Regions from separate parts of the Mus musculus genome. Here all the other regions are linked to region 2. The links are chromatin contacts, called in public HiChIP or PLAC-seq and promoter capture Hi-C maps. All regions are on one chromosome and are shown on one strand. The core of a region is the stretch at or near the end of the contact, and the rest is flanking DNA. Distances in the headings are between cores, read along the strand shown.

Region 1 (3,473 bases), core at 349-2,848, 330 kb after region 2:
CAATTTTTTTAAAGTTAAAAAAAAAATTTAATTTTACTTTTTGTGTTCTCTCTCTCTCTCTCTCTCTCTCTCTCTCTCCCCACTCCAGTGTGTGTGTGTGTGTGTGTGTGTGTGTGTGTGTGTGTGTGTGTGTGTATGCATGCAAGTGGCACATATACTTGATTCCCACAGAGGCCAGAAGAGAGTGTGGATCTGTTGGGACTGCAGTTACAGATGGTTGTGAGCCATGTGGGAGCTGGGAATCAAAACTGGGTCCTCTAGAAGAGCAGCCAGCACTCTTAACCTCTGAGCCTTGTCTCTAGCCCCGAATTCTCTTTCTTTTTAAAAGTGAGAGATAGAGCATTCACGGAGCTTTATGGCTCCTTCCACTTTAACAAGAACTTTGCACCGTCCCATCGATTTTTTTCCATGTGGTTCTCCCCGTATTGAACAGTTACTGTGAGACAGAAGATTGGAAAAGCAAGAGAGTCATCCTTCCATTTTCTGGAAGTAAGACCAGGGCTTAGGTTTCATCCGGGCCCAGTAGGCTCCTTGCTTATCTGTCTGTTTATTGCACCTGCGGGAAACCTGAAGCTTATTTAGATAATATCCATGGAAGTTTTAAAAAAATCCCTGCTATCTTAATCTAGTAATAGTCATTTTAAAAATTATTTTGTTCTATCTACATAATAGATTCACTGGCCTACTTTGGGGAGGAGGGTGGCTCAGATATGCTGTTTTCTGAAATGGACACTTGCAGAAGGGAAGGGACAGATGTTTATGGCATGCTGGGGACAGGCTCAGTTGTCTTGTTTTGGTTTACAGCCTGCACCTGGCAGCTCCTTCAGCCTTACCCCGAAACTGAGGTCAGATAGAGGAAGCCTCATGGATTTTTTCAGTGGTTAAACCAAACCAAACCAAAACAAAACAAAACAAAAAAACTGGGATTGCAGCTTGGGGTCCTCCTGACCCTAGGGTGTTTCTGCTGCACATCTCTGAAGATGCACTATAATCCAGAGGCAAGCGAGAACGTAGCCTTGTCTCTTAGACCCGAGATGGCGTCCAGCCTGCCTGTGACTGTGGCATATGAGTATCTGATGAGCATACTGGAAACCCCCACGCCCCATCCAACATGCCGGTAGGATAGCTTTCAGAAGTCCTGGAGTCTCTGGGGGAATCTGCCCCTGCCCAGACACACACATTTTGCAAACTAGATACCTCCCATGCCACCAGAAAGACCCCATGATTTTCTCGTGAAAAGTCCGGCAGAAAGTTCCCAGGGTGTGAAGAGCTTGTGTTACCATCTTCTACGAAGTGTATTTTACACTGGATTGAATTTCCCTGCTTTATGTAGGCGTCAGCACAGAGCACAAAAAATTACCACTTCGAGTAATGAATAGGAAGAACACGTTGGTTTTTTTCCTTAAACACAAGGGTCAGGCAGCAACCCCAGGCAGGTGTGGTACTTTGCCGGGCTCTATCCATGTGTCCGAAGGCTCCTGATGGGGCAGGGAGGTTAGGGCTGAGTGAGGCATTTGTGAGGCAGGGCAATGGCTTTTGTGTGCGTTTGAGGCTGGGGGAGGTTCACGGCCAGGTCACAGCGCCAGCATTCTTCCCTGGGACACGCAGCACTGAGACCCGAGCTGGAGCAGCCGGGGCAGGGCAGGGGTGTGCAGGGCTCTGAAGGCAGGCCTGCAGCTGCCGTGTTTGGTTTCCCCTTGGTCCCGGGGATTTAGATAAAAGGGTTGCTTTTATTGATTGAGGGGACTGGGGGAGGGAGAGGCCTCTGGAATCAGCCTTCGCCTTTTTGTTTTTCTAAGCAAACATTTATTGAGCATTTACTGTGTGCCAGGCGCCCTGCCAAGTGCTTTTTATGCATTATCAAGTTTAATCCTCACGACAGGCCCACTGTTTCTCAGGCTCTTTTCAAGTCAGTGAACTAAAATCTCAGAAAGGTTAAGTATCCTACCCAAGGCCACACAGCATATAAATGGTACAGAAAGTGGAACCACAAGCTCTCTCCCTCTCCTCCTCTCCCCCTCTCCCTTCTCCTCCTTCCCCTTCTCCCCCCTCCCTCTCCTCCTTCCTCTGCCCCTTCCCCTTTCTCTTGGATGGACGGTTCCATTCTTTCTGCCCCAACCCTAGTCTACCTGCTACCCTGTCACCACAGTGGTCTGAGAACTCAGCCATGTGTCATCTGATATGATAATCTTTAAACTGTTCCTGTGTCTTCTGAGTTGAGTCAGTGGGTAGCAGCCAGTGATCAAAGTTTGTCCCACTGCTATGCAGGGGGCTCGGATATGCAACTACCTTCCATGGCAACACCTGCCTCTTTGCCTCCTCTGCCCTCAGCTACTGCCTAGCTCTTCTCTGCCGCCTCTCCCTCCCCCACCTCATGAGATGGGACGGTTTCAGGCCCTCCCCCATTGGATTGATCCCCATCCTTAAGGGTATGCCTGGCCCAGTTGGTATTCCTTGTCCTCTTGTAAAGATACATGAAGAAGCTGGCCATTGGCTAGAGATGAAGTCTCTGCCTATGCACTCTGGAGCCCAAGCAAGCTGAGGTGACAGAAGACCCAGACAACTACAGCCTGAGAGATGAAGTGGGCTAGATCCTGAGTGGAGAGTCTGGATCATGCTCACCCTGGTCAGTCCTGCAGAGAGAGGTTCTGGGGTGCCGAATGGGATGTTAGAATCACATCACACATAAGCAAACAGGTCATTGTGGCATGACAGGTGATACTCTGGCCAATGAGAAGCCACCAGGACAAGGATTATCCAATTTGAGATCACAGAGACAGAAACACATTTGATGCCACTCGCCGAAATGAATTAGGGCCCTGGCTGGGTGTTCAGGCTGCAGAAACTCTCAGAGGTATTAGGGGAGATCACAGCTACCCACTCTAGTTAATGAGCTGACAGTGCTGTCATGGAAACCCCTCAGGTGCATCCTAGAGGGAGAGCAATCTAATTCCCTTGATGAATTCTTCTGGAGCCCCAGTCTCCTGATCTGCGGACAGAAGCCCTAGCATGACATTAAAGCAGCTCACAGGTTGTGGTATTCAGAGCGGTGATTGCCCCCTTCCCTCCCCCACCCCAAGTACCATATGAAGCTCTCCGAGGATTGGATAGAGATCAATTCTCCGGCCTACTGCTGCTAGCTGGTTGCTTTAGATGAATAGGAAATCAATTCTGAGTTTCAGCAGTTCTGAGAAATGTAATCTGCATCACAGATACAGGTTGATCTTACTCTTGGATGCCCCTTAGAGAGCGCAGCAGACCAGGGGCTGCAATGGCTGTGAAGCAGCTTGGACGGGCATTAGAATATCATCTGAGCCACAGACAAGGCCCACGGTTGGCTAGCTGACTCCAAGGGCAAGATGGGATGGGCTCTGGCTTTGGCCAAACAGATAGGCTGACCCTGTTCTTCGTGTGACCTTAAGTGAGTTGCTTTGGCTGGGCACCTTTCTCTGTGTTCCAAGAACTTGGGCACT
Region 2 (3,547 bases), core at 745-3,244:
AACTTTGGTCTTAAGAGAACAGAAGGTGACTCTTAAGAGTACATTGACCAGAAAAGCTCCAAGGAGTCAGAAATTCTAGAGTTTTAGCTTTGAAAGGCTGGAAGGATTCCCGATCCTTTGATGTGGTGGGAGGAAAGAAAATCACACTGACACACAAGTGAAATCCTTCCAAGATATGCTTGAGATGGTGTTTATTTTAGGGTCGCTTGTCATTTTGCATGCCGTGCATCATACTTCAGACAAGCCTCAGATGTGTTTTCTTTCTGATTTGAAACAATTAATTTCTCTTTCAGGTATAGAAGCCAAGAAAAATGTGGTGGTAACGCAGGCTGACCAGATGGGCCCTCTCCCCAGCACTTTGATAAAGACTGTGGATTGGTTGCTGGTGTTTTCCTTGTTCTTTTTAATTAGTTTCATTATGTATGCTACCATCCGCACTGAGAGTATTCGGTGGCTGATTCCAGGACAAGAACAGGAACACGCAGAGTAAAGACAGAACTGAACTGGAACAAGAGGGGTCTCAGCCCCTCCTTTGTGGACTTAGCATTACAGTCGCTAAATGTGTGGACTTGCAACGGAAATCAGATTCAAGAATCATGTTCTTGTTGGACTACTGAAAAGCTGAAAAGATTTCATATAAATGTGTTTTTCCTATGACAACTAGCAGGTACAAAAATGTCCACTAGAATTGACTGTTGTTGCTTTTTAATACTTGAACATAATGAATTTCTTTTCTAGTGTCGTCAAACAGGAAAGTGTTGTCTCAGAAGAGGAGCTAAGATGGGAAGTATGGGCTAGGACGGGAAGTGCAGGTCTACTACAGGACCAGGTGAAAAATAAAGTCACTGAAACAATTCAAAGTGGTTTCGCTTGTTTCTGGGAATGGCAGACTTTAGGAGAAACTCCTAATTCTAATTAAAACATGTTAATTCTGTGCTAGAGCACAGACATTGCCCAGTCATATACTAGCACACAGCTAGATTGAGATCCAAAGGAAGTTAAGAACCCTGTCCTTGCCTGGAGGTTGAGTCTGGTCTAGTTTAGGACACAGCAAAGAGATGACATGGGCCGCTGAGATGGCTTAGCAGATAAAGGTGCTTGTCACCAAGTGTGAAGATCTGAGTTCGATCCCTGTGTTCCACACGGTGGGAGGAGAGAACTGGCAAATTGGTAATATTAATGTGCTAATTTAGAAAAACTAACAGGATAGTGCATGGTGACACGTCCAAAATCCCCAGCTTCTGGGAGGTGGAGATGGATGTTCCAGGCCAGCCTCTGCAACTCTACCTGGCTTCATGAAACTGTCTCAGGAAAGGAATACAACAAAGTTACCTAGTAAAAAAACCAAAATGAGGGGGCTGGAGAGATGATTCAGTGGTTAAGAGCACTGACTGCTGAGTTCAAGTCCCAGCAACCACATGGTGGCTGGCTCAAAACCATTTGTCATAAGATCTGACGCCCTCTTCTGGTGTGTCTGAAGATAGCTACAGTGTACTTACATATAATAAATAAATAAATCTTTAAAAAAAAAAAAAAAAACAAACCCAAAACCAAAAAGATACAAATCGAGCTAAAAGCTGCAACATTTTACTCAAAACTCAGCACTAAGTTAAGCCCCGCCCCTACCCCCCCCACCCAGCATGGGTTTTAAAATGAATTTTATTGTCAGTTACATCGCAAGAAAAAAAATGACAAAAGAATAATAAAGATCAATATACACACATAGGACCTGCATGTAAGGGAACAGAGTTGTCTCCACCCGTCCTGGGTGGGTAATGCACTTGTGCATGCAGCATGGTCGAGCTGCAGAGAGGAGCGAGCTCAGCGCGGCGTTCCGGGTCGCGGCAGCCGGGTCTTTAAGCCCTGAGCACAGCAGCGGTGGCCCGGCGCGCAGAGGGCGCTCGGTCTGCAAAGAGTTCCCGCGGGCGCGGCGGCCATCCCCTTCGGGGGCCTTCGGTGCCTGCGCCGCGTCAGGCAGCACGCCGGGCAGCCCGGGACCATGGTGGCGGCAGCGGCGGTGGCTGTAGCGGCGGTGGGAGCGCGTAGCGCGGGGCGGTGGCTGGCGGCGCTGCGCAGCCCGGGCGCGAGCAGGGCGGCCATGGTGAGTGCGGCCCGGGCGAGCCACCGGGCCTTCGTTCCTTCTGCTGCGTGGGGGCGACTGCGCGCGCAGACCCGCAGCTCACACGCCATAGCCCCCGCGCGGGGGAGGACGAGGCTGGGAGACATCCGTGAGTTCGAGACCAGCCAGGGCTCCGTAGTGGACCCTGCCTCAAACAAAACAGAACACCCAGACAGCTTCTGCCGTAGTTTTTGAGCGTGCTCACCGGAAACATTATCGTGGGAAAAAACAAATCCAAATGTGACGTTTAGTTGCGAAGCCATTCTGTGGGCTGCGAGCAGTCCTGGGGTGACCAGGACCTAAGTGACCAGCTAACCGTGTTGTTCTTGGTCAGGGGGCTTTAGAAGAGTTAGTAACCCCTCCACGCCCTTTTCCCGTTTTTGAAGGGCACATCGATTTTTTTTTCCCTCACCACTTTTAAAGAGGACATTTCGTTTTCTTACTCTGTCAGATTTTAGAATTTTGCCTGTGCGTTGCGGCTTGTAATTCTTACATCTGGCGAGGCTGAGGCAGGAGGATTACGGCGCAGCCGGCGAGGAGTGCTGGGAGACCGTCTGAGGTGTACTTTGAGAGTGTGAGGGGTAGAGGGGAGAGAGAGTTAGCCGAGGGTAAGTTTTTTTTAACACGCAGCTCCATCTAGTGGAAAATGCAGCATGAAACTCACCGTTTCCTTTACGGGCGCTCACTAGAGCCTATTTGACAACGTTTTTATGAAGAACTCGTAGACATAATTTATTTTCCTGTAAAATTTCTATAATGAATTTCCCCAAATAAATATTTTTCTTATATTACACAGTAGAATTGTTGAAGTCAGAAAATTATGCTGATAACGTCCATTGTTTTTGACTAATGACTTTAGAGATTTTTTTGTTTCCTGGTGTAATCCAGGACTAGTCATTGCATTTGGTTAACATTTTAAAAATTAATTTAATTAAAATAATTTTCATACAGATGTATTCAGGTACACTAAACTCTGCTCCCTTTCCTACCTGATTCTTTTCTTCCAATAAAAGAAGGAATGACATTTCATTTTGCTTTGTTTTTAATGGATGAGTTTCTTGTAGCTAAGGCCGACCTTGAACTCAGATACATTCCTGCTTCCACCTCCCAAGTCCTGAGAACACAAGCCTGTGCCACCACCCTCGATGTGAAATTGCTTTACTATAAAACATGTAAACTAGCTCAGATTTCTGTACAACTCGATTGCTGCAACCTAGGTGAGTTTTAGGGCCTGCTCCTGCCTAAGGTGCTGGTGACCTTACAAAACCATGGTGCCTGGGAAGGAATGAGTAGACAGATTGATTGGAATGGCTGCTGTGTGTCAGAGTCTGTTTTGGGCACCATCACATTTACGACCTTTCCCCCTCCTTTCAGCTCTTCCTCCCTTCCTCATCCCTGTCTTTCCTTCCACCTAATAATGGGGATGTA
Region 3 (3,570 bases), core at 675-3,174, 470 kb after region 2:
TTGAAGAGTTTCCATGACCATCTCTGTTCCAGCCTTGTGATCTCCCCCATCTAGGTGCCCCAGGAGCTGACTCAGCTCTGAAGCTCTCCTCCCAAGTTCAGGGTCATCATTGGCAAAGGTCAAATGTCATTGGCTCCCCCTCAGAAGCCCAATCTTCTTCCTGGGGAATTGAAAATTTTAATTCCTGAGGTTTCTGGACTTCTCAAATCTATTAGTTGCATATAGAGTGAAACATATTTTTTTACTTATTATTTGACTTCTTTCTATCCTATTTATCTTCTGCTATTTATCTTTCTGAATTTCATAGGAAATTCCTTCATTTGGTAGCCCAATGTATACTCCTCGAGGGCCTATTATGTGCTGAACGCATTGTATGTTCCTGTGGATACAATAGGAAACTCGTGAACCACTGAATTTGTGTCTGGTCATGTTCCTGTGTCTGCTGTTACAAACAGCTGCAAACTAAACTACAGTCCTAGAAGCCAGAACTCAGCATCTCAGGTTGAAACCAAAGTGTCAGCAGAGTTATATGCCCAACTCATGCCTCTTTCAACTGAGAGAGGTTTCTGGCATTTCTTGGCTTGTAGGCATACCAATCTTCAAGCCTTCTACCTCATCAGCTCTCTGCTGATCTTCACACAACCTTTTCCATGTATGTGAGATGTCTTTTCAAATTCCCATCTTAGTAATGCCCATGGATACCTTTAGTTTCCAAACAGCTGATCAAGGATCACCTCCATATGGTTTGAACACCTCGTTTGCCATCGGTAGCAGTTCTTGCTTCCTGATGAGGGATGTCTTTGGGACCATCAGTCAGCCTGGCACTGTAAGGAAGTCATCCTTCCAGAAGCCTGCTATCTTAAGAGTTTCTACTGCTGTGGTAAAACATGAACACCATGACGAAAAGCGACCGGGGAGAAGGCATTTACTTCAGCTTGTAACTCTCAGGCTGTATTCCACCAATGAGGGAAGGCAAGGTGCTACGCTCTCCGGTCGAGTCAACTGGACAAGCCGAAAGGCTTAAAAGTCACTCATGAGGCAAAAGAGTTTCAAGGAAGCTCTCCTCCTGGAGTCTAGTGTTCTCTACCCATATATTAATTTTTCATTCCCGAGTTCCATTACCGCGCTAGTCTAGAGTATGGATCCATGTGCTCTCTTTCAGTATTTTCCTATTATAAGTGCTTTTTAAAATTGAATTTTGACATGGCTTAAGCCTTCCGCCAGTGTTCCAACAGTCCAAGGGCATCCTTGACCAAGATCAAGGGTTTAGAATTCAGCAAGATTGTAAAAGCTAAGTCACTCCCTTACACAGGAATTTACCATCACTTAAAAAGAAGGAAGTTTCAGACCAAAGGAGAAACCAGAATAGATACTATAGCAGAGTTACACCCATACACACCTATTTACAATGGCCTAAGGGGAAGGTGGACAAGAGACTAAAATAGGAACTGTGGCAAGGACGCGAAGCCCTTGACCCTGGCTTCTAAGATTAGTGAATTTTAGGTGGAGCCCTTGTTGATCCCAGCTGTTATCAATGTATTCTATCCTGGGTGGTTCCCGTTAGACCTTTTGTGTTTACATTCCTCTGTTTTATGTAAGATTCCGGTTACCTCAATTGTACCGTTCGAATATGTCACCCAACTTCCTTATTGTCCTCTGCATAAAAAGTCTGATGTTCGAGTTGTAAAATTACATTCAGATTCCACACAAACTCTCCTGCGTGTGTGTCTGTCTGTCATTCATCCACGCTTTGCCCACCCGCGTCGAGAGACCCCGTTCCACGCAGACACAGGGACCCAGAAGGTCTGCGGCAGCAAGGCAGGACATGATGTAGAAATCATGAGAGAACGCGCTTACTGGCTTGCTCAGCTTGCTTGCTTATACCACCCAGGACCAGCTGCTCTGGAGTGGCATCACCCACAGTAGGTTGGCTCACCTGCCCCACGTCAGTCACTAATTTAAAAAGTGCCCAGCAGGCTTGCCTACAGGCTGATCTTGTGGAGTGTTTTCTCAGTTGTGATTTCCCTCTTCTGACATGACTCTAGCTTATGTCAAGTCAACAAACAAACAAATGAACAACAATAGCAAAACAACCAGGATACCTTCATTCTAGAGCCCGGACTTTGGGGAAGAACCAAAGAGCATATGAACCAGCAGCTGGAGCCAGGCAAACGGTGTGTCAAATGCCCCCCGGGAGCTTATGCAATAGCTGAATGGTGTGTGGCACCAAGGGTGGATGCCTGAGTAGCAGCTCCAGTCCTCCAGGGCTCTGCCTGTCAGCGAAGGGACAGCAGAGACCAAAGGCTGCAAAGCCAAGTGGGGACTGAAAATCCGTGCCTGGCCATTTATGCTACACCGGAGCATTGGAGTCTACCCCACACAATAGGGACTGCTGGGGCTCTGAGGATAATGAGGGGTGGGAGCTTTGGGGGTTGTAGTTGAGGTGGGGGGGTGTCTAATAGAAGTCCCTTACTCAGAGTGTGGAGAAGTCTGCATGATATGGGGAGGAGGCACTCTTCTTGTACCATATCCTGGACATTGGCCTTGCTGGTCCTGTCTGTCTCTCCCATTCTGCAGCTGTGCCACTGAGCCCCTGATATTCATGTTTGTGACAGTGACCTTTGGATTTTAGGTATCAAGAAGATTCTGGGGCAGTGTTGCCTGCTTGGAATTTTAAGAAGCCAGGTACCTGGGTTCAAATCTGAATTCAGATATTTCTTATGTTGACCCAGAGGGGTCCTATATGTGGCCTTCCTGTTTTTGTTTTTATAGACAGTGTTGATATTGTGAAGAGTCAAAGGCTTAAAACGGGCAAAGGTCTTAGAGAAAGATCTCAGACAAGAAAATATGAAATAAAATACTGGCATTTGACTGCAGTTTCTGTTGGAGATATCTTTGAGAAAAGGACTGGTCTCTATTTTTTGAAGGGAGGGAGAGTAACTGATGGGACAACTTGACTTTATGTAGAAAAAGCCAAGGTGTCTGGTTGCCCACTGTCTTAATTAGGGTTTTACCGCCGTGAACGGACACCATGACCAAGGCAACTCTTATAAGGTCCACATTTAATTGGGGCTGGCTTATAGGTTCAGAGGTTCAGTCCATTATCATCAAGGCAGGAACATGGCAGCATCCAGGCAGGCATGGTGTAGGAGGAGCTGAGAGTTCTACATCTTCATCTGAAGGCTGCTAGCAGAAGACTGACTTTTAGGAAGCTAGAATGAGGGTCTTAGAGCCCATGCCCACAGTGATACACCCACTCCAACAAGGCCACATCTACTCCAACAGGGCTATACCTACTTCAATAAGGCTACATCCACTCCAATAAGGCCACACGTCCTAATAGTGCCACTCCCTGGGCCAAGCATATACAAACCATCACACCCGCCACACTGAGATGGTAGGACACTGTTGTTGACAACACCACTCACTCTGATTCAGGCCACAGAGAAATAAACCTTGACAGCTCAGGAAAGCCGTGGTTACCTACCACAGTGCAGAAAGGTGCTGCACGGGCTGCTATGGAAGCCTGCATGCTACAATGCTGACCTCTGACGGGATGTGCCTGCTGGT
Region 4 (3,285 bases), core at 365-2,864, 340 kb after region 2:
GCTTCTAAGATAAAGTTCGACATTGGTGCCTTGGGGAAAATTAAACATCATGGTTGCTAATGAGACTACAGGCCAGGCTTTGCCCTCAGGACCACAGGGTGATCACCAAGCAGCCCAAATGACAAACAAGAAATGGACAAGCTTGCTGGGGCCTCACCTTTTGAGGAAGGCTGAGCAGACAGCCTAGAAGCCCTGGGAGCCAGCGCTGTCAGCTTTGGGTGAAGTGGGAGATTGTTGCTCATGGAATTCTACACACACACACACAAACACAAACACACACACACACCCGCTTTAGCATATAAGCTAATCTGTCTGTCAGGGCTGGCTGCAATATGCACCTGACCCTGAATGGAAAATAAGTTTGTCAAATGCTGGGGGTGGGGTGCAGAAGGCGGGAAGGGGTGGCCGTCATGAGTGGGGGTAGGGGCGAGGCCTGGGTCATCAGCAGAAGGGCCCAGGGTGCCCCCAGCCTGGAGTCGAGGGGGCTCTCTGTCCATGCTCCATTTGTCACCCACCTTGTCTAAGAAGATCCCGACCTTCCCTACCAAGTCTAGCGCTAGGTTACATGTTCTAAGAAGCCCTCTAGAGCCTCCCACACCAGGAAGCAAACTCACTTCTGCAAGCCATTGCTGGACAGAGGCACTGCCTGGCCTGTCTATGTGACAAGCCAACCATCAGAGGCCTCTGTCACGGGAAACATTTGTAAAATTCATGTCAAGCTTGCCCAGACACACATTTCTAACATGTGGGTGTGTTGTTGCCTGCCTGCATTTGTGTCTGCATCATGTGTGTGTGTGTGGTACCCAGAGAGGCCAGGAGGGTGTTGGATCCCCTGGAACTGGAGTTACGGACAGTTAAGCTACCATATTGGGTACTGGGAATGAAACCTGGGTCTTCTGGAAGAATCTCTCTTAGTCAATGAACACCTCTCCAGTTCCTTCAGTATATACATTTTGATTCTTTCATACACTGAGTTGTTTATGGTCCCCAGGCTGATCACCCAGGCCCTGCCAGTGGACAGACAAGGGCGGTGCAAAATACTGGACTGATACCAAAGGGAAGTACATCCTGGGAAAGCTCTGGTTGTACAGTCATGTGGAGCTGGGTTCGAATCCTAGCTCCCCTTAGAGCCATGTGGTCTTGTAGGAGTGTGCGTCAACTGTTTCCCTACATGTAAAGACCGTTACCATCCTCCTAGGCTTGCCATGAGAAGCAGGGGGAAGGATGTGGGTGTGTGTGTGTGTGAGGGGGATACTTGCAGCTGCTGTTGCTAACTCAGTCCCAGTTGGAGCTGTGGTCTCTGTGACATCCCAAAGGCCATTTGAAGGCTCATGGAAGAAGCTATTAAGAAAACCATGGACTTACTCAGGGTGGAGCCCTGCTGCTCAGAGCACGGGTTGCTCTTCAGAAACAGGTCAGGGGAGGAGAGGAGATGGCTTGGCACTTGCTGCGGAAATGTCAGGACTCGAGTTCAAACTCTTAGCATCCACAAAAAAAAATTAAATGGAAAAAAAAAAAAAGAAAAAGAAAAAAAAAAGGGCAGGTGTGGCTTCATGAGGCTATGCCATTAGCCCTGTGGCAGGGCAGACAGATCATGCTGGCTTGTTGGCAGCCGGCCTAGCTCCAGGGCTAGAGGCTGTCGTTCCATAGATCAGGGCACACATGTGCACGTATACCACGCTCATACCAAACAAACAAACAAACAAACGAGAAAGTGTTTCCTAAGTGTCTGGGGCCACTGTAGAATCCAAGGGTATGCGGCCTTGGATTCTGGATAGAGATGGGGACTCTGTTCTGTGGTATTTGCTGTCACTAACCCAGCAGCTTGTGGCTGCGGGAGGACACTGGCATGTGTCCCCTCACAGCACTTGGTGTGGACGTTTTACTAACTCAAGCGTGGTCTTCCGAGTGGAGACATACGCATGCTTTGAGAGGTTCCCTGCAGGTGCAATCCTAGCAACCACCGTGCACTGGATGGTCAACGTTTAGAACCATTTAGGTGATTTTTGGAAACCGCAAGAATTGCAACAAATTCTTTTGTGCTGTTGCCAAGAAAGAGCAGAAACTGGCTGCCCCTTTTTCCCCAGTCCCTTCCCAATCCTTTGGGCGACATCTAGTGGAGGGTCTTCAAAAACTCTACCAGTTGCTTGACTGGAATTGTTTCAAAGGTGGAGGAACACAAGTCATTTAAACCTGGACTCCTCCTACACACTTAATAGGTGCCTTGGGATGTCTCATTCTCCGAGTTAGAACTGCCACCAAGGCCAGGTGGGCTGTCAGAGTGATCAGTGACAGGGTCTGTCCACAGGTGGCAGCATCTTGTCACTAGACAGCTGGCTCACAGCTAACAATGGGCCCTGCTTTTTTATGTGATGGAAAGGAAGCACGTGCATCGTTGCCTATGAAGTACTCACTACTGTGCCTGGCACACAGCACATGTCCAAACCACCAGCAAACAGTAGTGTCTACTCTGCCCTTGTGTGTGTGTGTGTGTTGGGGGGGGGGGGGGAATGCTACATGTGAGAGCCGTGCTCTAGGGTATTGGGTACACTCCTTAGGAAAGTCTGAGCCCTGTTTTAAGGTGCGCCCTCTTGGAGGAATCAATGCCAAATGAAGCCCCTAGGAGGCAATTTAAACCTAGCGCTGCTCTGGTTAAGAAAGGGTTCTGGAGCCAGAAGCTAGGAAAGTGTCACTCAGGTCTGAGTTGGAGGTGGTTGTGGCTACTGCTAAGACTGAGTCCTGACCTGGCCGGACTTCGTCAGACTTCCTGTGGAAAGGAAATCTGTTTGTTTTTTGAGACACGGTTTGTGTGGCCCTGGCTGGCTTTTATATCACAGGGCTCCACCAGCCCTTGCCTCCAAGTTTCGATTAAAGGCATGTACCACCAGAGCTGGCATAGAAGAGATGCTGTACATAGGTCCATGCTCTGGAGTGCGCTTCGTCCTCCTCCCTGGTTCTACCTACCCTTCTAGACAGACACCTGCCAAGGACATACGAGAAGGCTTCTGTGCTTTCAGGCAAATCTAGATGATTATCACGAGTGCCCTTGACCTCGGCAGTGACAGAGTATCTTTGGGGACCCTCTTGCTAGGGACCTTACTGTAGGGGGGGGGGGGCTAGCAAATGCAGACAAGCAGAGGGTTCATGGCCTGAGTTTTATCTGTAGAACCAGTCACAAGTTAGAGACAGATGGGGCCAGGAGGGATCTGGCCCAGAGCCCAAGACCTTGATCTCTGCATCAGACTCAGTGTGGCTTTGGGTACCTGCTCTGTGAGATGGAACTGA

What was found. Promoter capture Hi-C pulls out the DNA fragments that hold promoters and counts their contacts. HiChIP or PLAC-seq counts read pairs in DNA pulled down with a chosen protein or histone mark.
Region 1: a promoter capture Hi-C map of cranial neural crest shows a contact between it and region 2. The contact joins the enhancer-like site here to the promoter of Pcbd2 in region 2. A contact is called at or near these places in 3 of 39 promoter capture datasets (cranial neural crest, hippocampal neurons and maxillary cranial neural crest), 3 of 484 Hi-C or Micro-C datasets (the N1E-115 cell line, myocytes and nephron progenitors) and 2 of 9 other capture datasets (adipose tissue and embryonic stem cells).
Region 3: a contact with region 2 is called in an H3K27ac HiChIP or PLAC-seq map of embryonic stem cells, with 8 read pairs. The contact joins the enhancer-like site here to the promoter of Pcbd2 in region 2. A contact is called at or near these places in 2 of 115 datasets of contacts at active chromatin or transcription factors (both in embryonic stem cells).
Region 4: a promoter capture Hi-C map of frontonasal cranial neural crest shows a contact between it and region 2, with 4 times the contacts expected there. The contact joins the enhancer-like site here to the promoter of Pcbd2 in region 2. A contact is called at or near these places in 12 of 39 promoter capture datasets (the 3T3-L1 cell line, cranial neural crest, embryonic stem cells and 6 more), 10 of 484 Hi-C or Micro-C datasets (the N1E-115 cell line, adipose-derived mesenchymal stem cells, cerebellum and 6 more), 8 of 115 datasets of contacts at active chromatin or transcription factors (astrocytes, embryonic forebrain, embryonic hindbrain and 5 more) and 1 of 9 other capture datasets (embryonic stem cells).

What each region holds. Positions count from the first base shown.
Region 1 is chr13:56,051,308-56,054,780 of GRCm38.p6, forward strand. No RefSeq gene overlaps it. Among named protein-coding and RNA genes, the nearest start is that of Gm31485, 68 kb to the right of the region's middle. Within about 2 kb of position 1,599, at least 23 of the 459 cell types and tissues checked have an H3K27ac peak or open chromatin away from gene starts, as enhancers often do.
Region 2 is chr13:55,725,374-55,728,920 of GRCm38.p6, forward strand. Pcbd2 (pterin 4 alpha carbinolamine dehydratase/dimerization cofactor of hepatocyte nuclear factor 1 alpha (TCF1) 2) reads left to right here and starts at 1,995. Exons shown (of 4, transcript NM_028281.1): 1 at 1,995-2,101. The coding sequence starts at 2,000. It overlaps Txndc15 (thioredoxin domain containing 15), which reads left to right. Exons shown (of 5, transcript NM_175150.3): 5 at 294-854. The coding sequence ends at 490.
Region 3 is chr13:56,192,492-56,196,061 of GRCm38.p6, forward strand. It overlaps a transcript of Gm31657 not described here. Among named protein-coding and RNA genes, the nearest start is that of Tifab, 15 kb to the left of the region's middle. Within about 2 kb of position 1,925, at least 15 of the 459 cell types and tissues checked have an H3K27ac peak or open chromatin away from gene starts, as enhancers often do. A contact at or near this core is called in embryonic stem cells, where this site is marked.
Region 4 is chr13:56,070,162-56,073,446 of GRCm38.p6, forward strand. No RefSeq gene overlaps it. Among named protein-coding and RNA genes, the nearest start is that of Gm31485, 49 kb to the right of the region's middle. Within about 2 kb of position 1,615, at least 4 of the 459 cell types and tissues checked have an H3K27ac peak or open chromatin away from gene starts, as enhancers often do.